2 separate regions of the Mus musculus genome follow, and region 1 is linked to region 2. Evidence: chromatin contacts called from public Micro-C data. All regions are on one chromosome and are shown on one strand. Each heading gives the region's core, a stretch centred on a gene start, on an enhancer-like site or on the middle of the called end of the contact. The rest is flanking DNA. Distances are from core to core; before and after follow the strand shown. Region 1 holds the start of Ssh2 (slingshot protein phosphatase 2). Region 2 holds the start of Slc6a4 (solute carrier family 6 (neurotransmitter transporter, serotonin), member 4).

The links. A called contact is a pair of places that touch in the nucleus more often than the background predicts.
Region 1: a Micro-C map of embryonic stem cells shows a contact between it and region 2, with 2.2 times the contacts expected there. The contact joins the promoter of Ssh2 here to the promoter of Slc6a4 in region 2. A contact is called at or near these places in 8 of 39 promoter capture datasets (the 3T3-L1 cell line, the SN4741 cell line, cranial neural crest and 4 more), 14 of 484 Hi-C or Micro-C datasets (the AML12 cell line, the G1E-ER4 cell line, the N1E-115 cell line and 7 more) and 4 of 115 datasets of contacts at active chromatin or transcription factors (bone marrow-derived dendritic cells, bone marrow-derived macrophages, memory CD8 T cells and 1 more).

What each region holds. Positions count from the first base shown.
Region 1 is chr11:77,213,223-77,218,669 of GRCm38.p6, forward strand. It overlaps Ssh2 (slingshot protein phosphatase 2), which reads left to right and starts at 3,203. Exons shown (of 15, transcript NM_177710.4): 1 at 3,203-3,293. The coding sequence starts at 3,231. It also overlaps a transcript of Efcab5 not described here.
Region 2 is chr11:76,995,539-77,001,453 of GRCm38.p6, forward strand. It overlaps Slc6a4 (solute carrier family 6 (neurotransmitter transporter, serotonin), member 4), which reads left to right and starts at 3,059. Exons shown (of 14, transcript NM_010484.2): 1 at 3,059-3,137. RefSeq lists promoters at 904-3,109, 2,531-3,109, 2,765-3,109 and cis regulatory regions at 1,015-1,036, 1,114-2,053, 2,531-2,981, 2,531-2,764, 2,958-2,965.

The sequences.
Region 1 (5,447 bases), core at 1,953-4,452, 220 kb after region 2:
ATCTTTGTTTTTAAGTAACTTTATATTTTATCTAGACTTTTCCTATGTCTACAATACTTTCCTCAGAGTCTAGAAAAGGTGATTGAATCCATAGTACCATTAAACTATAGTTCAATTATTTATTGATGTATATACATCCATATATGTATATATATGTATATATATGTGTGTGTGTATGTGTGTGTCTGTCTGTCTATCTATCTATCTATCTATCTATCTATCTATCCTTGATCATAGGCTATGAACCCTTGAGACACTTATTTTATTTTTTCCTTAACATAGCCATGGGGGGACCAGTGGGGATGGGTGAGTGGGTAAAGGTCCTGGCCATGAAGCCTGATGATCCTCAATATGGAAGGAGAGACCTATATCCCATGGGTTGTCCTCTGACCTCTACAGGTGAACCATGACATGTGCATGCTCCCCATTCCACAGTTAAGGTAAAATACAAATTAGAGTTTAAAAAAAAAAAGAAAAAGAAAAAGAAAGACAGTGTTGACACACATCTGTAACCCCGGTGCATCAGACAAGCCATCCCAGAGGCTTATTAGCCAGCCAGTGTAGCTGAAGTGATGAGTTCCAGGTCCAGTAAAAGACCCCATCTCTGGAAAACAAACAAACAAACAAACAAACAAACAGAGTGACACCTGACATTGACCTTTTTCCTCTACACATTTATCCACAGGCACATACATCTTTACACTCACACACATTTCCACCACATATGCATAGATGCACAAATGAAAAACAAAAGAGTACCTAGTATATAACATACATTAACATTCTCTTTCTCTCAGTAGATAATATGCAGCAATAATTTTCAAGTATCAGTTTCTAATATACCACTGAGATACATTTCTTTTATATGATAATAAATCAACTTCTTGATACAAACTGTACAAGTTGAGTACTTTATAACCCAATTTCATCACCTTAGACATGCTGAACAAAAATGTTCTATACTTAACTACAGATGATATATATCTTGACCATTAACCTACAGTTTAGAAAAAGCATGGACCATGTCTCATTTTTTTCTTTTGCTTGAAGATATTTCCTGTACATAATATACATTCAACAAGGCCTTTATGAACTCAGAATACACTTCAGAGAATAGAAAATTATCTTGACTGCATGTAGGACCTTTTAATTTGTATACATTATCTCATTTGATTATGAAAGTCCTGTAAGTTAGGGTTTCATCATAGAGAATAAGGAACTACAGCTCAAAAAGTTCAACTCATTTGCATAAGGTTTTACACAGCTGGAACTAGAAGCTAGGTCTGACTCACAGCAGTGCTTGGTCTCATTGTAAGGTTAATGGACTTAAATGTCTCCTTTTCCAGATGAATTTCTTTAGAGTATGCCACTATATAGAAGAAAACCCAAGTTGTCAACCACATATCAGTAGGAAAATCAACATACTGAGAATTACTGATTTGGACAATACTTCTCTTTCGGTTTATAAATACATTTATTTGGGGACATTTAGCTCTCATCTTGGCTCTCTACATAGTTTTTTGTTTAGTCTCTTAAGTCTTGGTTCAAAGTTCTTACTTCTGAACCTTGCCTTCTCTTTCCTGTTCACTCTGGAGCTCTGGGGATAACGTTGTTTCTCATCTGTGAACCACAGTTCTTCAATTCTCATCTCATAGGCAGTCTTGATCACCACCAGGGGGCAAAAGCCTACCAACTGGTTTTTCTGCACTACACTCTACAGAGGACTGGCACAGTACAGGGACCCTCAGTGACTCTTGATGGAACCTCCCTGCTAATTACTTCAACCACAGGGCCCCAGGGAGAGAACAAAGACTCAGCATAGAGGGTTCTTGTGTCACTTAACCACACAGCAACCAGAAAGAGCTTATGACAGCCCTATCAGTTTAAAAGGAGCAATGAGATCCAAGATTGTTTGAGTGACAAACAGAAAGAGGTGGGCTTTAGAAACTGGAGTCCATAAGTGAGTGTTTTCTACAGCTTTGATATGGATGGTGGTATTTACCAGTTCATCCCCTCAACTATCTCTGTGTAAATATATCAACGGGTTGCACTGCGTGACTTTTCCTTTTCTTTTTAGTCTTGATTTTTCCATTACATGCTTGGTTGATGTTGGCAGTTTACCATTTAGAAATGTCTTCCTTTAAAATATTTTAATTCTACATTTTCACTTGCATTTATGAAATAGTCAAATTTATGGGGGAAAGAAAAAAAGCTCAATGATCAAAAGATCTTTGTTTAGTGGAGATCTTCACAGTAGGAAGCAATTGAGAGGTTTTAAAAAAAAAATAGCAGGTTGGAGCTTTCCAACTCAGGGTCCAGCTCTCTGTGCCCGCCCCTTCCCTCAGCATCTCAGGTACAGTGACTGACTTTAGGCAGGTTGTAGAGGAAGGAAGCCTGAGGCTACTACGAAGTTTCCAGTGTTTACCACCGGGGGGAAAAATCTTTCTTAGGAAAAGTCTGGTCGTTAACCCTGAGGCCCTTTATGATGAGGAGGGTGGGGAAGCTCATTAAGACGGAGCCCTCTTGAGGGCCAGGTCCAAGCAGGAGGGCTGGTCTCCCGGGTCTAGCCCAGAGAAAGCGTCTATAGCACCTGCGGAGCCCTTTTCCACTAGAAAACGTGTTCGCCTCAGGATTTTCGCCTCAGTTTTTCTCTAAGGTTGCGCGCCCCACTCATAAAATGGTTGTCTTTCTGGAGTGAGGATTAGCGGCTCTCCCACCGACCCCCACCCCCAGATCAGGACCCTCGGTTGGCTGGCTGCCTTCCAGGGCTCCTTGGCCAGCTCGCCCCACGCCGCGCAGCGGGGACAGACAGAGCCGCAGGGGCAGCAGTAGGGCTCGAGAGCTGACCCGGGAGGGGACGGCGGCCCGAGGCGCGGCGCACGCAGCCTGCCCGCCCGCTTCCGGCAACTTAAGGGTTACGCCGCCGCGGCGGCGCGCGCCGAGGGGAGAGGCGGTTGCTGACAGGTGGCGCCTGCGCACTGGGAGCGCTCATTGTGCCCCGCAGCTGCCGAACCGCCCGCCTGCCCGCCCGCCGCCCGTTCGGCGCGTCAGTAGGCGAGAGAGTCCGGTGGTGGGTGCGGAGCCCGAGGCCGTTCCCGCGGCTTCATCTCCCTCTCCGTTTCCCTCGTCCCTACGCCTCACCCATCGTCCCCCATCCCGGCTCCGTCACCCTCCCGCCCCCCACACTCAGGACGAGAATGCCCTGCCCGGAACAACCCAGCAGCACCTAGATGGCTTTGGTCACGGTCCAGCGGTCGCCTACCCCCAGCACCACCTCCAGCCCTTGCGCCTCGGTGAGTCCCTCCAGGCGGCAGCTCCCAGCTTCTGTCACTGCGGCTCCGCTTTGCCTCAGCGGGTCCCGCCGAACGCCACTGCGCACGCGCCGCGCCTCTTCCCAGGCCTTGGCACTCAGGCTGCTGCGAACCCCCCACACCCTCATCTTACCGGCGAGCAGCAGCGACTGCCAGACGTTGGGGTTTTTTGTTTGTTTGTTTGTTTGTTTGTTTGTTTTTTCCCCAACCTCCATCACCCGGAGCACCCAGTCCCTCACAGCGCTGGCTCAGAAATCTCCCGTAGCATGCTTCCCATGGCTTGAGCACTTCCTTTCGGCTATGAGTCATTCTTGCTTTTCACCCTCCCCCCTTCTTTTACCCTCTGTTGCTCTGTTGCAGGGAGAGGAAGGGTGGGCTCCTAGGTTACCCCCGACCCACACCCATATCCTTTACGCACACCGTTTCAGGGACCCAGTCAGTGCACTGCGCATCCTTCTTCCGTCTCGCCCTGTGTGTGCCTTTCTCTAGTCCCTGGCATCTCTCTTGTGCTCCGTACAGTTTAGGCTTCATTGGACTGCTCGGTGGTAGTTACTCCCTGGTTTCTTCCCACCCTTAAAAGATGGCAGTGATCTCTGCTTCTTGGACTTCTACCTTTCTCAGTGAGAACCCAAAGCTTCTGGTGCTGCTTGATAACCAGTGCCAATTCATTTCCATCTTATAGACATTTATGCCTTCCACTCATTGCTCATGATCGTTCTTGCTCATGGGTTGTGCTTGGATGGTTCATGACTTCAAATGCTGTGTCGCTAAAGCATGTTTCCAGAAGGAAAACACTCATCAATTAGCATTTTTTTTTCTGCTGGGCTTTTCTATGCCTTCACCTCCACCATGACTCCTTTATAGCTCTAGTCTCGGGCTTCATATTTGTGAATACCTGCTAGCATGTGTTAGCATTGCACCAGTGTGGTAAAATGGGTCTTAAAAAAAAAACAGGCATCTAGATGAAAATATGAGCAATTGAAGAACTATTTCATATAGAATTGTAGTTTTAACATTAGATTTAGTAGTGTCAAGTTGCAAAGAGGCATTCAGTGAACACCATGACTTTCCACTGTATGAAAGAAAGTTGGGTCATTAATATTTGTTAACTGAGATAGGAGTTTGATATCTTGAAAGCATGTTGCCTTGTGATTTCAATATAGTTTCCTGAATTTCAAAATTTTGTTGCATATTGTGGTAGTTTCTTCCTTTGTGAGTTTTCTTGTGTGTTTTTGTATGACTACCCTAATTCAAGAAATTACTCTATTCACCTTGTGATGGTACAGGATACAAAACTGAAATCTGTGGGTAGAAGTTTAAAGAGGCACATTTCCATTAGTTTAGGGAAGACGTTTGTAAAAATCAAGTGCACTGTTTTGCAAAATAGCACACATTGTATCAAGCAGAAGCCAGGGGAGCTTTGGCCAGACAGGTGATATAAAGAATCCTTGCATGGGGGGGGGGGCTTGCTGGACTTTCTAAAGCTTTATGATTCTGTGATTTGAGAATAATTGTACTTCAGAACTGATGAAACACTTTAGGGTTTGCTCTAGGCAAATATGAGAGGGGTAGAAATATGTAGCATTTTCATGAGTGGATTTTTTCCACTTTATGGTAGATTTTTCAGAATTGATAGAAAATCTTCAGACCATAGTAACTCACTCCAATAGTAAATCCTTTGATTTTTGTGGTTACCAGGCCTAGTTTTGGCTGTGAAAGCAATCAAGGGTTAGTAGATAACATACTGAAGTAGAACTCAGTATTGTAAAACTATTTCCCCTGGGCATTGCTGAAAACCTTTTATGTTACAGTAGCATTTATTAAGCTATTGTTATATCAGTTGTCTTGAAGTAAATGAATAATATTTGGTAAAGCCATATTTATTTGACATGGCTTTATTAGTCAAAACTTGGAATACTTTAGAATCTTGAGGAATGTTAATAGTCATTTTGGCATAGGTAGGCAATTAAGATTGGTCATGTAAATACTGTAGTATTTACTATAGTAAATATTGAGTAGTAAACTCAGTTATTAAGCTAAATGACAGATAGTTCTATATGCCCTGGTCTGATGATTGCAGTTGTTTATACTTGGCCCTGTGTGTAGAGAAATCCTGGCACTGCTGTGTGAGTAACA
Region 2 (5,915 bases), core at 1,809-4,308:
CACAGCAAGTGCCGCTCACATCACTAAAGCGACAAGTATTTTATTTCAACATTTCCAAGTTGCTCATGAGGCCCGGTGGTAGAAGCACATTGTTCAGGTGCCAGGCAGATGCTCTGTAGAGGTCTAGCATTATCACCGTTGGCCCTCCTGTGAGGGCGTGGTGCAGCCTCATGGGCTGCAGGGGAAGGACCACTCCCTTGGGTAAGCTCTGAGAGGAGTTAAGATGATGGGCACGCCAGTGAGAGGGCAGACTGCTGAGGCACCGGCAAAGGAGGCCGGGGGTGGGGGTGGGGTCCAGGGAGGTGTGGTACTTGGATGGGGCTGCTTCTCAAAGGTAGGGCTCACGAGAAGTGGCTGAGAAGAAACCAGAAAAAAGTGACCAAGACAAAGTCCACCTACACGTTTCCTGTCATTTCCAGAGCTGTGCCCAGTCCTCCTTCATCTCTCTCCTACACCCTAACGTGGTCAGCCCACTAACATCAACTGAGCCTTCTCTGGCACCCCTTCTTTCCGCTCTATCTTGATTAGCTAGGTCAGCCTCAGGTGGTTGCTGGGGAGATTCCAGGCCTACTGTGGTGGACATCCGAAACAAGAGATTCCCTGAGAGGGAGGGGTGTGGTAGCCATTTCCTGGGCCTAAGAAGAAGCCCACAAGGAAGGGAGAGCTTCCTCTTCTGTCACGGTGTAAACAGAACACAGGCAGACAGACAGATGGCACCGAGAGCTTCCGGAGGGAGCTGCTGGCATTCACAAGGCTTTGTCCTGGCCGTCGTTGGGTTTTGGGAATCCAGCTAGTCTTCGTGGTGATGGTGGTGGCGGCATGTGTGTGTGCATTTAATGTGTGTCTGTTGCCGTGGAGGCTGGCCGCGTGTGGCAGCTGGGCTTCCGTGTCTCTGGGATGGAGCTAGCGAGTGAAGAATGCCTGGCAAACCTCCCCTCCATCCAAGTCTCCTCAGCCCTTCTGCCGGCTCTGTAGCAGCGTTCCCTAGCCCAGTGCAACGCCTTTGTGGGTGTCTGTCTTGCATTTCCTCCCTGTGTCCCTACCAAGTGTCAGAAACGGGAAGGAAGGCAGGATGTGTGGGAAGGCAGGGCGGCATTGCCAAACAGCTCTGCAGGCAGAGGGACCAGGTCTGCTGAAGGGACTGTGGGACAGACTGGGCTAAGTTGCTCCTCCAGAATTGCCTCCAGGGCAAGAGGAAAAAAAAATAGTTGGAGGGAGGCTAAGTATGCACTCTGGCCAGGGGGCTGTGGGGAATGAGGTGTGGGCATGGTTTGGGCAGCTGTTAACAGTCCTCAGCAGGGAATAAGAGATGAGACCACCTGAGGCTAGTCTCAGCTGAAGTGAAGCATCTGCCGAGAGCCTCTCCACACCCACACACACCAGTCTGACCGGACCAGTGCTATCATTCTCCAAGACAAGGCCTAGGACACTGTGGTTAAGAGTCTCGTCCAACCCACAAGCAGAGGGTTTGAGCCTCTATCTATCTCATCCTGTTCAGAGAAATGTCACCAATACTCAGCGCTCACAATGTGGCAGTACTACTAAGTAAGGGGAGGCAACCGGGCAGGAGGAGCAAGGCCCTGGGAAGGTCGGCAGTGAGCCGGTAAGACTGAATCCGCATGGGGACGGTCAGATTGGAGACGGGAGTCTTAGCTGATGCTCAAGTCCGCCCTGCTCCTCTGTCTGCCTGGACCCCTCCTCAGAACAAACTTGTTCTTGGGCAGCCTTGTGTCTGCACAGGAGTTACAGGCACGGAAGGGAGACAGCAGACACGTGTGTTCATTGAAAGGGAGGGGCCCAGTGAGGACCCTGGGACCCTGGGGTTCTCCGGGTCATGGAATGGCCAGGCCTGCCTAAGGTCAGCTCCCCCAGCCAGTCCGCTCCCCCACATCGCTAGGGCCGCTCCTTGCATTCCCGGCCCTGGAGCCTAGGTGGCACCAAAGCCTCGTACTGGTGATCCCTGCGGCCGGGAACCGCCCACACCTGCGGACAGTGAACCAACCAGCCCTTCCTGGTGCCAGCGCAGCCCAGCTGCGGCTTCTGATGTCTGGGCTCGAGCCCCTCTGGAACAAAGGGGCGCCGGGGCTTTCTCGCAGACACCGAACTCGCCATTACTACCTCTTTTCTAGCTCTCCCTCACTCGCTTGGCCGGATGAGAAGAGACAGGCTGGCCGGCCCGGGTCCTGACTTCTCTGCCTCAGACACAGTCCAAAATAAGTAACATATCTGCTCTTTAAAAAAAAAAAAAAAAAAGCTCCCGTAATTTTGGTGAAAAAAAGAATGTGATAACATTAAATTCATTTTTAAGCTGTGTGTGTGTGTGCGTGTGCGTGTGCGTGTGTGTGTGTGTGTGTGAACAAAACAATCTATATAGACTTGAAAACAGTGCTCCTGTCGAAATACTGAGCGGCTTGAAAGGCTGGTAGTTTGTCCAGTGCCCAACCCCACAGGCACAGGCGGGTCCGCGGACCAACACCGATGTTCTCTGCAAAATTTTCCTCCTGTGGCTAAGTAGCACTCTCAGATCCTCCCGGGGGTGCTTATTGTAGGCTGCTATCGGGATGGGGAGGTTCCCGACTAAGCTCGCATTCCACCTAGAGAACCCAGACAAAGTCAGGAGTCCTTGGAAAGACGGTCCGCAATCGGCTGTGGTCAAGAAAGAATGCTCTTAGGGAGTGACACGGAGCAGGACCTTAACGTAATTTAGGGCAGATTTGGTAAGGGCAGAAGTGAACCTCGTTTTGTACAGCATCCTCCAGCCACACTAGTCCAAAAGCAGAAGAGTCAGATCCTTCGCCCTGCCCTGCCCTGCCCGGCCCTGCGCCCTGGCTGCTGTATGTGCAGGAATGAGTGGGGGGCTCTGCCGCCCTCCCACCGGACAGGGAGCGTGGACCCCGCCCCTCCCCCCCCCCCCTCCAGCTGCGGTAGCAGAGAAACAAAGTTCTTCGGTCTCAAAGTGACGCAAAAATTCTTGCGGAGCTCTTTGGCGGCGGCTATCTAGAGATCAGACCATGTGAGGGGCCGCAAGTACAAATAGCGCGGCGGGCGGCGCCACTCCAGCGGCCGCGCCGGTGCCTCGAGGGCGCGAGGGTCGAGCCGCCTCCGCAGCCCGGGACCCGCCGCCGCGCCTCCCGCAGGTGGGTCGCTTTCCCTTTCTTCTTATTCTTTTTTTCTCTCTTTTTTTTCTTTTCTTTTTTGTCTCTAACCCACGCTTCTTTCTAGAAGCCCTCGGTCCCCGCGCTTGACTGCCTGGATTTCGGGTGCCTTTGTCTGCACCGCGCAGGGTCCTTTCGAGGGACCCGATGGAAACCCTGGAGACCCAGAGCTGGCCCAGCGCAGCCTCGCTTTTTGGCAAAAGTTGCTGTAGTTTCCAGCCGTGATTCCGTGCTTGGGCTTTACTTTTGAGACAAGGGCTGGTAGGTGGCTTTATGCAAAGACGCTGGCAGACACAAATGCCCAAATAACCAGAGAAACCTTTGAGAGACACTTAAGAGGGTCAAGCCTCTCTCTGTGCGCTCGAATGGTCTCACTGCGGAGCGCGAGCCGACTCAGACAGCTCACAGGCCATTCAGAATTTATGGAAGTACCAGTGGGCTGTGCTATACTAAAGTGTGTAACCAACAGTTGCTGGAGGCGGGGGTGTTTCTAAAAGGCTGGTTGGTGGCCCGAGATTTTTTTTTTTTCGCGTTTGTGTGTGTGTTGCATATTGAATTATTCTTTTTAGTTAAGAGTGCTCAAGAATTTGAAGGGTGTGTATGTATTTTTATGATCATTTTTTTTTGTCCAGAAAAAATGAACCAGGTCAATGGATTATTTATGGACCTGCTAGCTCTCATCGTAGTAAGGGGAGAAATCAAATATTTAATGTGTTTTCAGTTACATGGGAAACATGTCTGAGAAAACAACAACACTGGGGTTTGTTTAAAAGTAATAGAGAGCCAAGACAGCGTTGGAGGCTGTTGGATGGACATGGAGGGGGAAACAGCTCTGACTATGGCCCTTCACTTTTTCGTGGAGCTGTGGATAGCTTCCTTCTCCCACCCTGGTCCCCAGCGAGAGGTACTGCTCCAGAAAAGGCTGATGGGCGGGTTCTTCTGCAGTGCAGGCAATATCTTACTTGTTTTGGGCAGCTGTGAGGCTTGAATCCAGGGTCTTTTGTACCCGGAGCAGACATCGTACCACTAAGCTACATGAAAAGTAGGGACCTAGCCTGGCAGTTAATCTCTGAAATCTCCTGGGTTGGAGCCTTGTAGAGACTTTGCATGGTAAGAAGAGAGAAAGAAAGACTGACTCTGCCCTGTGTGCTAAGGCATACTTGTACTGTTCAGGCGTTCAAGGTTGTCTTCAGCTTCTTAGCTAAGTCAAGGCTAGCTTACACAAGACCCATTTCCAAAGCAAAACAAAGCCGACCACCCCCAAGCAGCTTGTTCATTTGGGTATGGAGCTTTCCTTACTAAGCCTGAACAAGAGCAAGCTGAAACTCCTCCTCAGTAAACCTGGGATTCATGACACTCGGTTGGCCACATTTCAGAGTGGGAATTCCCAGCCTGGGCACTCAAGACTCAAGTCTGTTTCAGTTTCCAGTTAAAGAAAAAAAAAACCATATTATATATTTCTATATGGATGATATGTAACAAATATATATCCCCAGGGTGAAAAGGGGGATATATTAATATCTTAATGGAATCCACGATGTTTTGGGAAATTTTAGAATCCTATGAGCATTTTGATGGAACTTGGATTGGGGAGCAGTGTGTGTGTGGGGTGCATGTGGAAGAATTTCCCTGATGGGTGGTGACTGTGGAGTTTAGGGACATGGGTTGGGCTCTGTGGCAGGCTTACAAAATACTCTGGGTGCCCACACCCAAGAGAAACACGGGTAGTTCTGGAAATAAAGCCAGTTCACAGCCATCTCTAGGTTGTACTTGCTGAGTAGCACCGTTTGGACACACAAGGCAGTCGGAGGAAGCTGAGTTTTACTTTGGATTACTGCTTTGACAGACTTAATTCTTAAAATGCCAATGGCCAGGTGGGTTATTGTGCAGTCATTTCATGCTGGGAAGGCAAATAGGGCGTTAGCTGTTTTCAGTAACACTGGAGGTCCTCTGGGGCTCATGAACCAAGGCTTTGAGTAAGAGGAAATAGAGGGACCTTGGAAACAATGTTCAAGCTCTTGTGGCTAAGGTTCTAACAGCCCTCTTTGAAATAAAACAAAACACAAAATATAATCATGGTGCAAAATACCTACGGGCCAGGACCACTGCTCTAAGATGGAGTCCTCCTGGGATCCTCTTGTATTTCGGCCAAGGGCAGAGGCTCTGCACACTCAGACTCCTCTATGTTCTGTGCCTAAACCATGCCCCGCTAGTGGGTGGAGTTCTGGACTTCCTGAGTGAGCCCTGCTAGCTGAGCATACACTTACTGATTTCTCTGCTAATCTCCAGGTTGGCCCCTCCCTCTGAGGTTTTTGTGTCTGGCCAATGAGGCACCGGTAGGAAACCCACATTTGACAAAACACCTGCTTATTCCTACCTGAGTACAGCTAAAGCTTGTCTTCCAGGGGTCAGTTCCAAGAAAAATGCTTCCTTAGACAAAACAGCGTTCTAAAAAAAAAAAAAAAAAAAAAAATCTTCCTAGGAGAGTCCCAGGTAGAAAATGGATCAAATTACTTTTTAAAAAGAAACCTAACATCCCTGATTCCCTGATGGTCCCAGAGCACAGAGGGGCAGCTGATCGCTGGGGCGGGCATGAGACTCACCATGGGCCAACACAGCCACCTTACTTCCAGGATGACCTCTTGGCAGTGACTTTGGTCCATATTCAGAAAGTGCCAATCTGTGAGTAACAGCTCTGCCTGGCTGGCTCCTCAAGACTGGTGTGTGTGAGTGAGTGTTTTCCTCTCCAGATTGGGAAGT